2 separate regions of the Hordeum vulgare genome follow, and region 1 is linked to region 2. The links are chromatin contacts, called in public Hi-C maps. All regions are on one chromosome and are shown on one strand. The core of a region is the stretch at or near the end of the contact, and the rest is flanking DNA. Distances in the headings are between cores, read along the strand shown.

Region 1 (2,700 bases), core at 116-2,615, 330 kb before region 2:
GCCAGAAAACAGCTCAACACAGGTCACACACACCTGCGACAATTAACAAGGAGATGCAGATCAATCATGCATGATTGCCAACCAAAATCCCAACACGCGTGTATTCCAAACACGAAATCAACCAGATATAGAAATCCCATGGATTCCGCGCGCATTCCTCCTCAATCATGCTCTCCTCCGACACGCTTACCCCTCACCACAGATCGGGATCTGCGCGCTGCGACGCAACGAGAAGCACGGCGACGGCCGAGGACACCGAGATTGATGAATTGAGCGGGATACTAAACTGAAGCTTATGCTCTGTTTGGATGTCTATACTGGAGGCCTCTGTATTGAATTGGTTTTGATTCCAATTCAGTCAGGAAACTATAATGGACAGGAATACGAGTTCGGTCGTTTGAACCTTACTGAGGTTTCAATATGGAATCATGTTTGAATGCCAAAGTATGAAATTGCATAGCAATATTAGTATATCCATCAAAACAAAATTTGTAAAATGTGTGACTGCAATTGGATGATTATATAGCATAAAATATGATCAAATATTCTAAAAATCCACAACGGCATCATATAATATTGACACGACAACAACAACAAAAATCACTTGCACCAAAAAATTAGAACACATAGTTTAAATAGGTGTTCCAAATTCTCAACAATAACAAGACATAGTTCCAAATTTAACACAATAGTTCAGATAAGTTCAAGTTCAACATGGCATAGTTCCAAATGTAGCAAAACAAAATATTACATATAGGTTCAAGTTCAACCAGCCAGACAGGAAAACATTATTTGCATAAATTCAAGGCAAACTTCCCCAAAAAATTAGGGTTAGCAAACTTTCCAAAATAATTACAAGGACTCTTACAAAGCTAAGAAATTGCTTGCTGGGAAGAGAAAGGGGGGCAGGGAATGAGACTTGAGTACATGAACAAGAAAGAGGAGTATAGGCAGGGGAAGAAAAAGGAGCGACTGGATCTGGTGGCTATGGAGCAGGGGAGATGGGGACCTCGCAGGCAGGGGAGGAGGGGCATGGGAGCACGGGAGGGAAGCCGGAGCAAAAAAGGGACGCCGGAGCACGGGAAGAGGAGCAGGAGCGGCGGTGGACGGCTCGGGCAAGGCCATGGCGACCACGGGCAGAGGAGAAGGACCAGCGGGAAGGAGGAGGGGGGCGGCTAGGGGAGCTACCACAGAGGGAGGAGGAGGAGGAGGACCGGCGGGGCGGACGGTTATGCCGGAGTACGGAGGAGGACGGCCGGCGAGGGGACTTACCACGGCGCCGAAATCGGAGGGGTATGGCTCCGTATCGTGGCTTCGTGGGAGGGCACTTTCCATGCGAAAGATCCAGCGGGTGTATCGGTTCTATTTCAGTCCGTTTACATTTACATCCCAAATACTATAAATTTTACTATATTTTTGAAATACCAAATCCAAAACACAGCCTCAATACAGTAGACATCCAAATACAGAATCCAAACGCAGTGTTATTTTTTAACACGGTACATAGTCAAACGTTTATATACACGCGCATACACTTATACGTATGAACGTACATATGCATACTCTATTATTATGAGCACCTTCAAAAGACTGAACCGACATATCATCTAGAAATTTATGAAGTCAACATAGATAACCCGTCATCGACGGAACATATCCCACTGAATGTGCATCACTGGAAATTCTAAAATAAATCTAGGAATAAATGCAAGCACGAGGACTTGCCCCTTCGTGGACTCGGGATACCACATTCCCTTTATAACCATCCAACCACAGATTGATTCATAATCCAAACGCAGTGTTAGAGATGAGTTAGCGTGTCACCTCACTGAACCATCCCTCTTGCAAAGTGTGGGTATGGAAGCGACGGTGAGACAAACGAGGCGGTGCTAGGAGAGGTGAGTTAGGGTGTTTTGAACCTTGGAAGGATGTCGTCGGGATCTGATATGTCCCTTGCTCGTATATTTCGTTGAGGATATGATGTTATCATGGACATGGATTTTATTGATGGGGCGGGTCCTTGGAGATGTGTACTATGTGGTAACCAATAATGTAGATAGTGGGACTCCTTTTGATCTATTGTTTGCTTTTCTCGTACTATAATGATGTCCATTTTTTTAAAATTCTTTTTTAGCATATATATATACAAGGTAATGTGAAGCACCTTATGAACATCAGCATGTTAAGAGCACCTCTATTAGGAGACACGTGCAACATCTATTTCAAACATATAAATGTGAATCTTCTATCTTACGCATGTCTTTTTATCCCCTTCGAGGGTGGTATCTACTTGACCCTTCTCTTGTGTGCATGTACGGCTTTGAGCCGAGCTTCGGGGATGAAGATGAGGAGGCAAGCGTGGAACCGACGACGAAAGAAGTGGAGAAATCAGCTCTTGCGCCATCCTGCACCATCCGCGTTCCATCCCATTGGAAATATGCCCTGCAGGCAATAATAAATTGGTTATTATTATATTTCTTTGTTCATGATAATCGTTTATTATCCATGCTAGAATTGTATTTATTCGAAACTCAAATACATATGTGGATACATAGACAAAACACTGTCCCTAGTGAGTCTCTAGTGGACTAGCTCGTTGATCAAAGATGGTCAAGGTTTTTGGCCATAGACAAGTGTTGTCACTTGATAACGGGATCACATCATTAGGAGAATGATGTGATGGACAAAACTCAAACTATG
Region 2 (2,700 bases), core at 200-2,699:
CCTCCCGAGATGCCAAAATCCTGGTGAAAATCACACCAAACTTGTCGAAACCCTCGCTCTATCGTCGTTCGAGCGAAATGCAGAAGGAGAGCACTAACTTCTGGCAAAAAAGTGAAGCAACTGGAAAAGCCAAAAAAAATCTTGATGGTAAAAATAAGTACAATCTCGAAGCAGAAACACTGATTCTATTTCTTAAAAGTAGTAAAATAGAAAACTAATTGCATTCATGTCATACTTGATTTTGCATGAGAATAGTCACGTAACCCCAGTTCCATGATAGACTTTTCCAAAAACAACAACTACATATTGCAAATTTGAAACAACTTTAGTAATTCTAGGCAACTAATGCTAAAAAGTGAAACAACTATAATGCAAAATAAATAAGTCTTGGTGGTAAAAATCACTACAATCTCCAAGAAAAAACATTTATTCTATTTCTTATAAGTAGTAAAAATAACGCATTCATACATCCTAGCTTGTGTTATTTTTGCTGGCATGTGCGAAAAGTATGAGCGCCTTGCATCAATCGACTTATTCACAAAGACAATAATTACTCATATTAGTTCTGCTAGATATATGTATGAATCCATCCGTCCACCTAGCCCATGTCAGAGACACTTGATCAACACAAGAACCTGATCTACTTGAGAAACTAGTATAAAATGCAGCAACACACGAATGAATATGGTCTCCTCACTCTCCTGTTCTTCTACTTGAGGAACTGAAACTAGCACACACATCTAGCAAGCTAAACTCAGACTTAGGATCTAGCAGCAACACACGAACCTGAGCAGTGAGTTGAGGTAGTGACCATTGAGCAGAGATGAGGAAATAGAGAGACGAATCCTGGGCTGCTGCTGATGAATCTCCTCCTTCCGAGTTCCCAGGCGAGAAGGATGGTTGCAGGGTTCTGTTATCATCTGTACTGGATAGGAAGAGAAGCCAAGGTGAGAGCTGCCAAATCCAAGCGAACAGAGGAAGATAGAGAGGCGGGGTACCTTGTCTTGCTCCATGGCATTAGGATAAAAATAAAGGAACCTTCATGACGGGTGGTCAGGCTCGGAGGCACAATTGGTTGCGGTCATGACAGATGGCTTGGTCGTGAGGGAAGGAAGATATGATGGAAGACGAGGTGAGGAAGAGAGGCCGAGTACGTTATGGCGCTGCTCCTCTGTTTGCGCGGTCGACCGACACATCGGGCTCCTCCTTGACCTCCGAGCACCGACGTCGACACCCTTGTTTTTTTTGACACCTTACTAAATGAAGACAAGGAAAAGGGAATCGGGAAAATGGAATCATTTTATTTTTGGTAAGAAAGATAGCAAAACGATGACCGCTGGCTCTTGTCCTGTAATATGTGCGTTCGAGACAACGAGATAGCCGAGCTGAGCTTTCAAGTATATGGGTTTATATATTCTTGAAATAGTGAATATAGCTACTTTTCCGCGGGCACGTGAACTCCCCTGCCCCTACACTCGCCGAGGCACCACCACTTGTTCTTTCCTTCTCCTCCGCCTACCCTCCATTCCTTCCATTCCCCTCCTCCGATCCAAATGGTGCCCCTGCAATCCGCTCCCGGCGGCCTCCTCTAGCCGCGCCCCCCTCCCCCCACCCCCGCATCGGCTGCGCGGTTCGCTTCGGTTTCAAGGTGCGTGCCTCCTGGATCTTGTGCCTCTCTCTCCAACGGCTGCGTTGGGTGATTCTAGGGGTCTCCGCGTTGTTAGATAAGGGATTGAGTCTGCTGGAGACTGGAACAACGGAATCTTAGGTTCAATGAGATGTTTTGGGCTTCTTTCTGGCTTGATTTTGTGGATTTGATGATAATGCGGTGTATTTTGGGCTTGAATTCGTGGGATCTTGGTAGGAGGAAGGAGGTGGCCTATTTTTTATTTTTGGTGGTTGTACACCTTCGTGGGATTCGGTAATGCAGTCAGTAACCGTTGTGTGTGCATATACATGTAATTCTCTCTTATCCTTCGCTCATTTTCCCGTGTGTAATTCCATGTTTCGTTCTGTTTCCATGCTTGTCTAGCTCGTGAGTGTTACCCCGTGTCATGTGTTGCGACTTGCCAACCAGTTTATTTTATCACAATTTCATCAATTTGCAGGCTGATAAAATTAGAAATATATGATAGTTGGCGTTCTAATGTTTGGAAATGCGTTTTGAAAGGCAGTGAGTTCAAAATGCATCTTTAAGTCACTGTAGTGATTTAGGAATTGATGTTCGATGTTTATAGTCAACTAATATGCTTAAAAGTTCTGTAAGGTTGATAGTATTGTGAGTAGGTTGTTAACTAGATCACCTAGTTGGGGGAATAAAGGTGTGTTTCAGGTCTTCTTATAGCAGATCAAAGAAATACAACTTCTCAATGATCCTAAATTAATAAAATAAAGAAATGTTGTTTTCTTCATAATTCTGAATTTTAAGTAAGGAACTTACGGATATTGATAGAAAATAATGGTTGAGAGTTCTTCTTTTTCTCCGTAGAGATTGCTAGAAGTCATAAAGGAATTTATTGTGTATTACACTATTCGGTAGGAGGCAACTGACGTGACAGGGAAACTGAAATGTAACTGTTTCAAAGTTTTGAGTTCAGCAGATCTGGAATTGTGGGCATTATCCCCCCTCCCCCCTCCTCCCTGATTCATACCATGGTTGTGAATTTGTATTGGAAATAGAAATGGAGTGACTTCACTCTT

What was found. Hi-C and Micro-C count contacts between places; a contact is called where the count stands out from the background.
Region 1: a contact with region 2 is called in a Hi-C map of seedling, with 5 times the contacts expected there. The contact joins the promoter of LOC123395877 here to the promoter of LOC123394922 in region 2. A contact is called at or near these places in 4 of 6 Hi-C or Micro-C datasets (leaf, seedling and an unstated tissue) and 1 of 1 datasets of contacts at active chromatin or transcription factors (embryo).

What each region holds. Positions count from the first base shown.
Region 1 is chr5H:265,395,245-265,397,944 of MorexV3_pseudomolecules_assembly, reverse strand. LOC123395877 (calcineurin B-like protein 6) reads right to left here and starts at 1,365. Exons shown (of 9, transcript XM_045090908.1): 1 at 1,273-1,365; 2 at 1-33.
Region 2 is chr5H:265,063,579-265,066,278 of MorexV3_pseudomolecules_assembly, reverse strand. It overlaps LOC123394922 (tubby-like F-box protein 14), which reads left to right and starts at 1,449. Exons shown (of 5, transcript XM_045089808.1): 1 at 1,449-1,648.